Linked DNA regions of Hordeum vulgare: region 1 is linked to region 2. The links are chromatin contacts, called in public Hi-C maps. All regions are on one chromosome and are shown on one strand. Each heading gives the region's core, a stretch centred on a gene start, on an enhancer-like site or on the middle of the called end of the contact. The rest is flanking DNA. Distances are from core to core; before and after follow the strand shown. Region 1 has its middle 79 kb from the start of LOC123424925. Region 2 holds the start of LOC123424924 (rho GTPase-activating protein 7-like).

Region 1 (7,134 bases), core at 3,156-5,655, 160 kb before region 2:
CCTAGATTGGTTAGGTGCCGCTTGGGAGCCTCCTACTTCGTGTTGTGGAGTTGAACCAAGATGTTTGTAAGGGAAAGGAGACCGCCTACTTCGTGAAGATCTACCGTGAGTGAGGCTAGTCCCGTGTGGACGGAAGCCGTGGTGGAATAGACAATGCCGCTTCTTTGTGGACCCCTTGTGGGTGGAGCCCTCCGTGGACCCTCGCAGTCGTTACCCTCCGTGGGTTGAAATCCCCACTAACATGGACGTACAATAGCGTCACCTATCAGAACCATGACAAAAATCACTGTGTCAACCTTTGCGTTTGATCTCCCTACCTTACCCTCTACTTTACACTTGCATGTTTTACTTTTCGCTGCTATACTCTTAGATGTGCATGTGTAGGGTGTACTTGATTAATCATAATTGCTAAAACTGGCCCACACTTAAAATTGGGAAAAGGCTAAGTTTTTATCTTGTCAAGTAGTCTAATCACCCCCCTATAGACATACTTTAGATCCTACACCTTTGTGTTGTTATAATCGGAGCCGCGTGATGGTTAACTCCTCCCAACCTTGTTCCTAGGGGCATACGAGTAGTGCTTTGATTCGAGAGAGCTAATAAAATCTTGCAATAAGTATGTGAGTTCTTTGTGACCAATGTGAATCCATGGATATACGCACTCTTACCTTTCCGCAATTTGCTAGCCTCTACGATACCGTGCATTGCCCTTTCTCACCTCGAGAGTCGGTGCAAACTTCGCAGGTGCATCCAAACCCCGTGATATGATACGCTCTATCACACATAAGCCTTATTATATCTTCCTCAAAACAGCCACCATACCTACCTATTATGGCATTTCCATACACATTCCATGATATATTGCCATGCAACTTCCACCGCTTCCGTTTTGATGACTTGAGCATTCATTGTCATATTGCTTTCCATGATCGTAAGATAGCTAGCATGATATTTCCATGGCTTGACCGTTTTTTATGTTCGTGCTACACTAGATCATTGCACATCCTGGTACACTGCTAGAGGCATTCATATAGAGTCATACTTTGTTCTAGGTATCGAGTTGTAATATTGAGTTGTAAGTAAATAGAAGTGTGATGATCATCATCAGTCATTATTAGAGCATTGTCCAAGTGAGGAAAAGATGATGGAGACTATGATTCCCCCACAAGTCGGGATGAGACTGAGGACAAAAAGAAAAAAAAGAGAAAGGAAAGAAAAAAAAAAGAGAAGGGGCATGCTAATTCGACACTTGTGCTTCAAAGTAGCATCATGTTTTTCATATGAAGAGTCTCCTATGTTGTCACTTTCATATACTAGTGGAAATTTTTCATTATAGAGTTTGATGCACACCCACTTAGTTTTCATGTTGAGCTTTCATACACTTACAGTTCTAGTGAATCCGTTGCATGGCAATCCCTACTCCCCGCATTGATATTTGTTGATGGGCATCTCCATAGCCCGTTGATACGACGAGTTGATGCAAGACTTTCTTCTTCACTTTTACCCCTTTGAAACCTACCACCATATTGTATTCCACCTTTATGCTATATCCATGGTTCATGCTGATGTATTGAGTGAGTAATAAAAAGCTCAAGCGTGTTGAAAAGTATGATCCAATTGCTTGATTTGACACCAGGGTGATCATGATTTATACCTTATGCTAGGAAGACCAAGCATGAGAGGCTATATGATTTTGTAGGAATATCTTTCATTAGCATTGTTATTTTGAAAGGACATGATTGTTTGCTAGTAAACCTGAGTATGTATATCTTTTTGTCAAATGATAGACTATTGCCTTGAATCACTCGTATCTTAATATTAATGATATGATTAGATATATGATCAAGATTATGTTAGGTAGCATTCAACATCAAAAAGGACGAGCAGGAATTAAGCTTGGGGATGTTAATACGTCTCCGTCATCTCTATAATTTTTGATTGTTACATGCCAATATTATACAACTTTCACATGTTTTGGCAATATTTTATATGATCTATTGGACTAACATATTGATCTAGTGCCAAGTATCAGTTCCAGTTTGTTGCATTTTTTTTTGTTTCGCAGAATGTCCATATTAAATGAAGTCTAAATGCAATAAAAATTTACGGAGAATTATTTTGGAATATATGAGATTTTTTGAAGGTGGAATCAACGCAAACGGAGGCCCACGGCCTTCACTAGGTACAAGGGTGCGCCACATATCCCCTCGCCCGGGGTGGTGCCTAGTGGCCACCTCATAAGTTAAATGAATTTTGGGACTTCCCACTCGGGGATCTAAGCGCCTGTTGGCATTCCTCACGCTCGTAGGGGTGCTTAGCGGGCGGTCCCAATAACCTGCTCGAGGGGAACGCGAAGAAGAAAAAAAATATATAGCAATACTAAATGCTATAGGGGATCGCAACAATTCGGCCATGAGTTTGAATTATTGTGATCCCTTCGCACTAATGAGTAGACCAAACTAACATTGTTGATATCCCTCAAAACAAACAAAACTAACCTTGCTGACTACTAGAAGAAATAAATGCTACTTAACCTTTTCCTTTAGTAAAACGCTAACATATACCCAATATATCATCTGAATAAACACATAAATTCGGAAACAAGTTCACCAACTTTTAAGAATGTTCATAAAATTGAAAAAAGTTCATCGAATTCGAAAAAAGTTTATCAAACTTATAAAAGTTCATCAAATTTGAAAAATGTTAATCGGTTTTGGCAAAAGTACATTGAATCTGAAATTAGTTCATCGAATTCGAAAAAACGTTCATCGGTTTTGAAAAAAGACATCGTTTTCTAAAATAAAGTTAATTAAAATTGGGAAATTTTTCATCATTGTTTTTAAAATAAAGCTCATTCAAATTTGAAAAAGTTCATTCAACTTAGGAAAAAGAATAAAATTGTACATAATTGTTATAAATAAAAAGAATATTGAAGAAGAAAAAGACATAGAAGAAAAGAGTGAAGAAGAGGAAACTGAACACTTGGGATGATCGTTGTTTGGTGGTTAGTGCAGCGTCATGTCGATCAGAAGATCTCTAGTTCGTATCTATCCTATCGCCACTCATTTAAATTTTAGAAAACAAAAAACAAAGATCAGATGGGCCGAGCTTGCCAATTTTAAAAATGCTACTTGCCGTTTGTTGCGTCAAGCTGCTTCTGGTAATGGGGAACTTCTAGAACATTTCCTGAACCGGGTTTTCCTTTGATTGATTTTTATTTTTTTTATTTTTCTCATTTTTTCCTTTTGTTTCTATTTCGTTCTTTTATTAACTTAAAATTTGTGCACAATACGAAAAATTTCAAGGTTTCAAAATTTGTGCATAATTTGAAAAATGTTCATGGTTTCAAAATTTGTTCACAATTCAAAAAAGTTTATGGCTTTAAAGTTTGTTCACAATTTGAAAATTGTTCACAATTTTATAAAAAAATTCACGAAATGAAATTTGTTTAGAATTCAAAATATATCGGTTTGAAAGAAAAATATTTGCAATTTTATAATCTCATTCACGCATTTTAAAGTTGTTCATGTTTTAAAATTTGTTCAGAATTCCAAATTTTTTTGAAATTTCAATATTTGTTTGCAGATTTGAAAAATGTTCATAATTGTATAATTTTGCTCACGAATTTAAAATTTGTTCACAATTCAAAAAATCTTTAGAGTTTCAAAAATTGTTCAAAATTCGAAATTTGTTAATGTTTAAAATTTGTTCACAATTTGAAAAATATTCAAGGTTTTAATTTTTTTCGCAGATTCAAAAAATGTTCGTGATTTTACTCATGTTTTAAATTTGTTCAGAATTCGATAAATCTTTATGGTTTCAAAATTTGTGTAGAATTCATAAAATATTCACAATTTTGTAATTTTCTTCACGAATTTGAAATTTTTTCATGTTTCAAAAAAAAATTCACAATTCAAAACATGTTCCTGGTTTCAAAATTTGTGAACATTTTGTTTTTGAATTTTTGAACAAATTAAAAATTCAAGAACATATTTTGGAATTTTGAACAAAGCATTCAAAAACACGGAAAAAAGGAATTGTTTGGTTCTTCGTTTGTACTGGTTCTTGTAAGCTTGCATTGTTATGTAATCACTAGCTCATACTCCCTCCGTCCCAAAATTCTTGTCTTTAATTTTTCTCGATATTAATGCATCTAGTCATGTATTAGTATTTAGATACATTCATTTCTAGATAAACTAAGACAAAAAGTTTTGGACGGAGGGAGTATTATATATGTTGGCTATCACGAAAAGTTTTTTTTGCAGGAGGTCTCATGTTCAATCTTCGGTAATGCTTTATTTTTTGCAAATTTATTGTGGCAAATCGGTGGCACACTCGATTCCCTCATTAGCCATTGGGCCGACCCAATTAGGGCCCCTATGCGTTTATGCTGTTTATCCTGTAGTCTGCCGCAAGAAGTGGCGGATAGGAGGTCCCGGGACCTCCTATATGCCACTCTCTGCGAGAAGGAGTTACCGTTTTGCACAGGCGGGTTTGTGACTGGGCTGACCCATGAAGACATGATCGAATGATGTACTGTAGCTCAAAAAAGTATTGCAACCACGGGGATTCAAACACAGGATCGAATGCTTTACACGAAGTGTTACTACCACATAAGCTAGGAGTCATATCTGGTCAAAATGGGAGCATCAGTCCTAAAGAACAAACACACCGTGCACATCCAAGTTAGTTACAGTGTCGCGCGCCTACTGGACCCGCCCTGTGCGTGGGAGGGACTCCCTGCCGCAACGAGCGACAGGTAGGAGTTGCCCAATTTTTTGTATCGGTTAATTTTCAGTAGCCGTTAGATGGACCAGGCCAAAGCGCGTGATTGGAGAATTTTTCAATTAGTGAGCCTAGTAAGCGAACATATTTTTTCTCTTATTAATCTTATTTACATTTTAAAATGGAAAAATATTATATTTAAAATTTAAAAGTTCATTGCACGTTAAAAACAAAGTTAATGTTGCGTTAAGAAATGTTAGCATAATATGTTTCCAAATATGGCACTAAAAAAGCTTGTTGTATTTCACAAGTATTCATGTTTTTCAAAACAATGTACGTTACATTTTCATAAATGTTTATACAATATAAAAATGTGCATATAACCCAAGCAAATGCTTCGTACCATTTGAAAACTGTTCAAGAGTTTCAAAATATGTTCTATGATTTTTATAAAATGTATATATAATTTTAAAAAATGTCCGAACAATTATAAAAATGTTTGTACCATAAAAAATGTTTCAACTTGTATTTGATGTTTTTACATTCTAAAATATATTCAAAAGCATGTATTCCGAAAATGTTAATTGTGTATAAAAATGTTTATATTTGTACCAACAATATACAATATGTTTGAAACAAATAGATATCAAAAGATATATATAAGAAAAAGGTTGATCATGCATTAAAAAATGATAAAAGCGCATACAAAAAATATACTTTGTGTATGAAAATCTAAACATCAAAGCATTTTTGTTAAACATTAATCATGTATTTGAAAAATATTAAATTAAAAAATGAATGGATGTATACGAAAAATGTACAATGTGTACGAAAAATGTAGTCATCTGTTGAAAAAAGGAAAAAATTAAAAAGAGGAAGAAAAACAAGGAAAGACAATGCAAAACGAGAAAGAAACAAAGAAAAATGAAGAAGAACCCAAAGAAATCCAAAAAAACCAGTGAAAACAATGAAAAAACGATAAAAACACATGAGAAAAACCCGCACCTAGAGATGAGACATAGCAACATCTCGTAACGGACGAGACACACCTCCCACGCCTCGAGTCCTCCTCCGATGCCAACCTAATCCCTCCAACAAGGATGGCAGGTTAGAATCCCCCCACTCAATGTACCTATCCAATTGAGATAGAAGGTTCGATGTTAGGCTCGCAGAAGACAAAGATACGCACATGTGACCATAGGTCGGGACTAGTGCACCAAGTTCCAAGTACGATATCAAAGACGTATTTGCAAGTATGAGAACCATATTGAAGCACTTCCTCGCTTTACGGACTATTATGAACATGGTCATCAAGTTTAGGGGGGCAAATATGCATTTTACTCTATACACACAAGGATGCCTTCCTATGTAAGTGCATATTTTTATATATATTTTTTCCTTTTTTTTCTTGTAGAATCACGAGCCCTGAGTATCGCCCACTTGTAATAATCACTCTATTCAAGTTTGTAAGGCCTCCTCGCATCTTGAGCCTAAGATCGTTTTCGAGATCAATCCTATTTTAGAGCGTTCGAAAAAAACCTCCCACAACTAAACTTGTAATAAAACAAATTGGCGGGCCAAATAAAAGGGAGGGCAAACCGCGTATTTGTGGCACGCGGGCTGGTGCCACAAACCAAAAACAACCATGTGCGAATGCCCAACCGCTACCCCCCTCCTCTCGTCGCGCCACCTTTGCTCCTGAAACCATCGTCATGTTTTCGCCAGCCGTTGACACTATGGTCGGTGTGCATCCCTGCTACTCGTAAACCGTTTGGGTTTTCCCCAAAGAGGAGGGGAGATGCAACATAGTAGAGATAAGTATTTCCCCGAGTGAGAACAAATGTTATTGAACCAATAGGGAATCATGCAAACCTTCTTTAGGAGCACCTACACACAGGGAACCAAACACTTGCATCCAAAGCGGACAAGAGGGTGGTCAAGCCCCTTGAATTCATTTTTTTAGTGTAAGACAGTAGGAAAGGCTCCTACTGCATGTATATATAAGCAAGCTGTCAATGTTACATGTACATGAGGGGGGGGGGGGTGGTTGAGGGTTTAACACCACTAGGGGGGATCAACAAAGAAGCAAGAGTGTTGTCCACTAGATGTGCCTTGCTAGCTGGCACCCTATGTCTAAGGTTGGAGAAGTCCTTTACAAATCTATGTCTCCAAGAGTCTAGAGAAGGTGTCACATTCTCAAAGCATTTGTTGTTTCTTTCTTTCCACAGACTCCAAGCTGCTACCAAGAAGATCTCCATGAACATCTTCCGGGGATGCGTCATCTTCTGGTGTTGCAACACCTCCAGCCTATGATCAAAAGCATCCCATCTAATCCCTAACAGCTCCGAGCAACTTTTGCTAAACCCACATCCAAAGAAGAGATGTTCAAGTGTCCCCTCCACATGGCGG
Region 2 (7,651 bases), core at 833-3,332:
TTGAGCGAACGTACGTGTTTGTTGAAGTCTCCGCTACCGTTTTATGATTTGTGTGTCAGTTAAATAGTTCGCTCGAGAATTGTTTAATCCCGATGTCAGATTTATAATATTTCTGAAACCACAAAACTAAAAGCATCATAAATCGTCATGCGTAATTGAGCTATAACTATTCCTCGATCCATTGAGAAATAACAAACCCGCGAGAATTTTGGTGCAACAGTGGAGCTACTATTGCAGTCAACCATTTCCATACGAAATAGTAGCCATGCCATTTTTCTGTTACATAAATTGCAAATTAGCTCGGCGACAATAAAAATACTTTGTCTGGTATAGATCTGCACACCACTACCCTTAAAACGGATGTCATCCAACTGGGTGTAGCTTAGATCTTCACCTTTTTTTTAAAGAAATCAGTCCATCAAGGTTTAAGTCTTAAAATTAACATCAATGCTTATATTTTTCTGTATTTTATTTCAGTCTTTTTGTTGATGTCCATGATCATTCCATGGAATGAGATGTCCTTCACGACCACGAGGCGCCGTGTGGACTCAAGATGTCGTGCTCTATATCCATCGCCCACCCACTTGACTCACTCGAGATGTTTCCAAGATTAACATCGTCACACATCAAATCAAGGAGTTCCATATCCATCCACAAATCGCTTTCCCCGCGGTTACGAAGGAGACGCACACAACAAAACACGCGCATTCACATGACACGAGCGCCTCCACCAGTCACGCGCCGCTGCGCTGCCATTGACGAGGACCGCACCGGGCACAAACCAGCGAGTGGCTCCCACTAAACTCACACACGGTAATTAATCAAACGCCCCCGTGGGAACAAACACACCAGGTCCAGGTCCAACTTGCTCTCCTCCTCACAACAACAGGCACATTACTCGTCTCAGATTCCCCTCAGCAAACCCGCCGCAGAGGAAGCACCAAAACAAATGGATCGCCATCAGTTCGCTACGGCGCCACCAGCCAAAAGCTCACCCAGCTAGCATAGCAAAGCCCTCCTCCATCCATCCATCCAAACGGTGGTGGTCCTTCAGGCCAGGCGGGCCCGGCCCGGCCCGAAAGCCGCCCAGCCCTGCCCCATCCAACTCGGTGGGCAACTGTAGCAGGTAGAAATAACAAGCAAGAAAACGTTTTTTTCTACAGAGAACATCCCGTTGTTTTATTTTATCCCACCGCTGTATCTGCGTCGCACCTACTCTACTCTGCTCTCTCTGGCCGGGTCGCACCTAATCCCTGCCTGCCCCTGCCGAAGCCCTCCCCGACGGCTCACGCGATGCCAAGAGCGGCTCTCGGGAAACGTATCGATGCTCTGCGCACCGTTGCTGTTTCTGTTGATGTTCCGTCTTAATAAGCTGCCATTACAGTTTTACGGGTGTCACATTGCAGCATGGTTGATGGCCGGGATGGATGGATGCGCTGGGCAGTCAGTGCGGCCCGGCCAGATTTATCATTTATGGAATTGTACCTCGTAGATTTATTTGCTGCGTACAACAATGTTGTTGCCGCCATGAAAACTGTCGCTTCCCACCACCTACCAGATACAAGTACGCCACGAGCCCTCGTGCATGCCATTCGGAACTTTTTTTTTTTTTTTTTGCTTCAGTTTTAGTGGTTGGATCGGTCTCTGCTGTAATAACATTCCGGTGAGCCTTGTGTGGCTCGTACGTGGAGTATGTATATATATCGAACAAAAAGACGTGATTAGACGATCGAACCATATAGTGGATGCATTCTTTTGTGGCAAATGCATGGAGCCCAGGAGACGAACCAAACCAAGCTACCAGCCGTAAAGCATCGGCCATGTGTATTTTGTGTTGGTCACGCTTCATTTCCCAACCATTTTTGTGCCCAAGGAAAAACGAGGTGGCGATCTAGTTTAAGGTAATAGATGTCTAGATCCATCCAGAGGGGCAAAGGCAGGATAAGGCGGAAAGGTTAATCTAAAGCAAGTGTGGACAGCGCGGCATCGTGGCTAAAGAAATCGAGAAAGCTTTCGGAGCAAGCTCCCCCCACCCCACCCCTACCCTACCCCCCACCCCCCGCACAAGCACAACCAAAGTGGAGTGGACTCCCCCCAAACTCCTCGCAGACCGGAGAGAGAAAATTTACACAGAGAGAGAGAGAGAGGGGAGAGGAGGGAGGGATCACGGCGGGCAGGCGGGCAGCCCGTGTGTGCGTGCGTGCGGTCGCGTAATCGCTGTCGCATTCGCTCCTCCACCTCCACCTCCACCCCCTCTCCTCAGCGGCAGCGGCACCTCCGAAAAAACCCGAGCACCAAATCCTAACCACCGCCTAATCCCCGCTGCGCGTCGCGGCGCTTCCACCGCACGCCAGATCGGTGGCGCGGGCCTGGATCCAATGCGGCCGCCGCTGCTTCTGTGCTAGTGGCTGCTGCGGTGGCGGCGCTGGCTGGCTGGCTGCTGCGGACGATCTGAGGAGGAGGAGGAGGCGCGGCGGGGATGGCGGCTACGGCGGGGGCGGCGCCGAGCGGCGGCCCGGTGAGTGGTTTCCTCCCCTCCTGTGTGCGCTCCCTCGCCCTCGGATTCCTCGCTTGCGTTTGGGGGAGATGCTGTTTTTTTTTGGCGGGGGGATGGGGTTGGGGTTTGGGGTATCTGACGCCGCCCGGCCGGGAGATGCTCTGCTTTGGCGTGCGGGCTGGTGCTTCACTGTTTCCGTTTGTGGAATTTTCGGGGTTGAGCTCTGGGAGGCGAGATGGGGCCGAGGAGCAATGCGGCTCAGGGGTGGTGTCATGTGTGGCTGCTCTGATGCGAAAGGCAACAGAGCGATGGATGGTGCGAGCTTGCTGCGGCCTCTGTTTTTTTGGCTGAACTTGAGAGTGTATGTCCTAGTATTGCTCAACCATAAGCGGATGGGCCGCAGGACCGATTTAATTTCGCTTGGAGTATAGCTGATTAGTGATTAATACGGCACATGAATGCCGATGGAACTGTTTGGAGGTGGTTACATTTAAGGAAAATAGGTGCATTCAAACGAGGAACTGCTTCTGTGTGTCGAATTGGTTTCAGGGATGTGCCCCATTAGATAAACAAGGATTTGTAGTGCACGGGGATTTTAATTTCAGGAGCATGGTCAAGAATTTGCTGTAGTTTTTCCTCCTTCCGTTTTTGCACGCATAGGGGAACAAGCTGCGTACATTCATTCGGCTATTTGGAGAGCTTCCACCCGTTCCGAAATGAGTGACGTCTCATTATTCAATTTGTTCATTATTCAATGTATCAGATATGTAGGTTCCTGTTGAACTATCGCTTTAACAGTGTTACGTTTATATCTGGGTAATGAGTACCCAGTTGACTGACTTCTAAGCATTCAAGATACTGTTATGTGTTATCATTAACTCTTCGTGCTGTTTCTGACATCAAAATTACCTCATAACCAGGTATTTAAGAGTGGCCCTCTCTTCATATCATCCAAAGGTAAAATTGTTTACATCACACATTAGTTAACTGTCCTTTTGGGGTCATAGCAATGCTGCTTACCTTATTCCTTTTGAAGCAAAGCTACGTATATAAGTGTCTACATTAAGCATTTACACTTGTCTTTAGTACCATTGTTAAAAGGTAACAGTAGTGACTTTCTTTCTCTTTGTTCTTGAAAAATCATCATCAAGAAGAAATGGATTATATGCAGAGCTAAAACATATATGTCTTGTTGATGCTGCTGCTGAAGGTTTCTCTGTATTAGTACAAAAAATAAATAAGATGGGGGCTAGATCATGACGAGTTGCTTGTATTTTCTCTCGCTCGAGAAATCACGAAAGTCCCGTGCCTTGAATTGTTAGAAAGAAGAGTTCATAATTACAGCCCAATACCCATACAACACTAAGCAAGAGCACTAGTTCCTGTTGGCAGGATCTGCCGTAACCCTGTCGCACCTGCTGTTTCTCAAGACCTTGCTTCCACCTGAATCTGTATGAGCAAGCACACGATATTTGGTTGGTTTCCATCGAGGACACATGCATTCCAGCTGAAAAGCATTGATACGGTGACACGGACACGGTGACACGCATACGGGGACACGGGATACGGCTTTTTCCAAAAACAGCCCATCGGGGACACGACAAGTATATATATAAAAAATATAAATATCCATGTAATATAGAGTTAAAGACAGAAAAAGAGAAAGAAATACTGCTCCATTTGTTGTCTGTTGCCTCCTATTTCAATTGAAGTGCTTGATTGACCATCCAAACCAAATCCATGTCATTGCATCGTGCAAAACACATCAAACAACAGTCTATTAGAGAGATAAATCATAATAATCTAAAGTGGTACTTGACAAACAGCAAAGAAGTTTGCTTACCCAATCTGCAATGCTAGCTCCCAATAGCTCCCAATACTTCAATAGCATTTAGAAGCATAATACAAACCAAAGAACCAGACTCCAATAGCAAACAGTTCAAATGGCCTTAGTCTAACAATTTAAGAGTGCATTACATAAATGGTAGAAACATAAATTAAATAAGCTCCTAGACAGCTAGGCTGATGGCTGAAGCTTGATGGATAAAGAGACTCAAGTGAGAGAATCTATTATCTCCTCCTCCAAAGCTGGTTCATCAAGTGAAAGATCTACACCTTCAAGCATGCCCACACCACCAATGAACCAAGTAGCAGCAGCAATAAACATTCAATCAGCAAGGATACAACAGGAACTACAGCAAGCATCAAAAGCAACACCAACCAACAGATTCATAGCAAGTCGATTCATACAGATGAAAGAAAGAGGTCGAGGACTCGAGGTTACCTGCTCCGGCTTGGTTTCCATTGAGGGGAGAGGCGGTTGCACTTGGGGAACAACGGCGGTTAGGTGCAGGAGGCGACGGCGACTCCATAGGAGCTGGCAGCGACGAGTCCAGTCCAGCAGCTCGCGGCGGCGAGTCCAGTCCAGCAGCTCGCGGCGGTGGCGAGTCCAGGAGCTGGCGGCAGCGAGTCTAGGAGCGGGGAATCCCTATTTCTGGTGTGGACGAGGAGGTTTCGAGCGACGAGCGCTCCTTTTGTATCGCCCGTGCATGAATCTGCAAAAAAAGAACAAGTTTTTCTGTCGGGCCGAGGCCAAGTTTGGCCTCACGTGTCCGCTACGTGTCCTGTACGTATCCCAGCCGTGTCACACCGTTTTTTTTAATTCGTATTTCGTGAAATACAGTGGCATACGCGTGTCACAGCGTATCTCCGTGTCCTTCCGTGTCAGCACCGGGATTCGGCTGGTTCTGCCGTGTCCGTGCTTTTTAGCATTCCAGTGCTTCCAGATCAACCATGTGGTGAGCTGTCTCATGATTGCCGTTCCATCCCCTTGAACCGTCGATGCAGAACTGATTGCCAGCCTCCACCACTCAGAAATGTTGAGTTGCTTGTATTCACATCGTGAATCCGTTGGTTGAATTGGACTGTAGATTGGAGCCACAGATGGAAATGCATCAATTCATAATACCATTATGGCATTATAGTTAGCTGTGTTTCCTGTCCATGTGGGGAAGTTCCACATGGGGCCCATTCCCAGTTTCCTTAACATGTTTTCAACATCACAGCCATCCATATCTGTTACAGGCCCAAAGTAAGAGAGGGAGCTATAGGTTCTATATTGTTTGTGACCAAGTTAGAATCTGTGTTGTTGGTTTCCTTTTAATACCCTTTCTCTTAATAGTTCCTGAGTCTGCCATAAATTTTCAAGTAGTTTAGTTGTATCCTGATACCTGACTAAAATTTCAGTCGTATCATGAAATTAAAAATTAATACAATTAAATAATTTTCTATGAGATATTCGGAAACCCTAAACCGAATCTTGTATAGGGTAATTCTCATAGTTTATTTCTCATTCTAGTTATTCGATTTGTTTGATTTGCGCTTAATCCCTCTACTATATGGGTTATGTCATGAATTTTTATCAATATAGTATGTGCATATTCTTATCATTAAAAGGAAAATCAGAATTTTTCCTATTTATATTGTTATACAGTTTTATTTTTCTTTTACCTGAAAATGAATGTTGCTTATATGATTTCCAGGAATCGGATGGAAATCTTGGAAAAAGCGTTGGTTCATCCTCACCCGAACATCGCTGATTTTCTTCAAGAATGATCCTGTTAGTAATTTAATTTTTGCCCATAATGCGGATATAGATATTATGTATACTGGAAAGCATAAATTAAGAAGATTTATCAGACCAGAAATTGTTTTTCGTTTTGCTTTTTGGTCCAATATTTCGGAACTGGATCTAGTATAATATCCAGCTAGATGCTTTAATCATATCTTGGTCACTGCCAATATGTAATAGTCTGGTTTGTTGTTCTAACTTTTTTCATATGTCCTGACATGTATGTGTGTATACCAAGATCAATATCTTGTGCGAGTATACACTGTCTTGAATTTAGTGCTGAATAGCTGAATGGTTACTTTGGCTTTGCTGTTTCCAGTCTTCTTTTAGAGTGGTACTTTTTTGTTAGTTCAATCTCAGTGACATCTTCTCAGTGCTTGCTGCTTGATGTGATTGCAGCTTTATTTCTTTTGTTCTGGTTTGCACCAACTTCTCATGTGGTCCTTCACTTGAAAAGTAAAAAAAATATACCGAATTATGTTCAGTACTTGATGCTTAGCTGGCTTTAACCTGCTTATTCTTGTTCTTGCCCTACTTACCCCGTGAATGCTGTTTAAGGGAACTACTTGTTAGATATATTGTACCATCCATTCATTGGTCCGTCTTATGAGTTAATTCTCACTTCCTTGACTTATGCTTGTTCTTGACATTGCAGAATACCTTACCCCAAAGAGGTGGTGAAGTGAATGTTACTTTGGGAGGAATTGACTTGAATAATTCTGGGAGGTACGTGTCCTAGATTTTCTTCTTCTTTAGTTTATATTTTGGTTCCTTTTGCAACAATATTGTTGTGTTAAATGTTATTCATGGCCAGTGAAAAATGAGTCCTTGTTCTTTTGCTTTTTTCCCGGTGTCATACTAACTGTATTTCCCGTTCACAGTGTAGTGGTCAGGGAAGACAAAAAGTTGTTGACTGTCCTATTTCCAGATGGTCGTGATGGTCGTGCTTTTACCTTGAAGGTATATATTTTCCATTTAACTTGGCAGATTCACTTCAGCAAATGCAGCTTTATACATTTAATTCTCCTTCAAAAGTTAAATGGAACGATCTGCTACTTTTAACAGGCAGAAACATCTGAAGATTTGCTTGAGTGGAAAACGGCATTGGAAGAAGCTCTTGCACAGGCTCCAAATGCAGCTCTTGTGATCGGACATAATGGGATATTCCGTAATGACACACCAGATGCATATGAAGGAGCAACTCCAAATTGTTGGTTTCTCACACTATGTTATGACTTATTGTTACTCATGACAAACCCAACCTCTGATTGTTCGTTCATACCTCTCCTCTGATGGCTGCAGGGAGAGAGAAGAGGCCTACCAAATCCTTGGTTGTTGGAAGGCCAATTCTTCTTGCACTAGAAGATATTGATGGCAGCCCTTCTTTTCTGGAAAAAGCTTTGTGTTTTCTTGAGAAACATGGTAGGACTAAAAAGAATCAACTATCACTAATGTTTGGAATCGTCTGCACTTCGCATTTGGTAGTAGTATGCTGCCTCATCAACCAATCTGGAACATTTAAC

The links. A called contact is a pair of places that touch in the nucleus more often than the background predicts.
Region 1: a Hi-C map of leaf shows a contact between it and region 2, with 3 times the contacts expected there. The contact joins the enhancer-like site here to the promoter of LOC123424924 in region 2. A contact is called at or near these places in 4 of 6 Hi-C or Micro-C datasets (leaf, seedling and an unstated tissue).

The regions. Positions count from the first base shown.
Region 1 is chr2H:57,237,257-57,244,390 of MorexV3_pseudomolecules_assembly, reverse strand. No RefSeq gene overlaps it. Among protein-coding and RNA genes, the nearest start is that of LOC123424925, 79 kb to the left of the region's middle. Within about 2 kb of position 4,405, at least 2 of the 3 cell types and tissues checked have open chromatin away from gene starts, as enhancers often do. A contact at or near this core is called in leaf, where this site is marked.
Region 2 is chr2H:57,075,385-57,083,035 of MorexV3_pseudomolecules_assembly, reverse strand. LOC123424924 (rho GTPase-activating protein 7-like) reads left to right here and starts at 2,082. Exons shown (of 22, transcript XM_045108610.1): 1 at 2,082-2,518; 2 at 3,418-3,454; 3 at 6,040-6,116; 4 at 6,784-6,854; 5 at 7,010-7,088; 6 at 7,194-7,338; 7 at 7,431-7,550. The coding sequence starts at 2,480.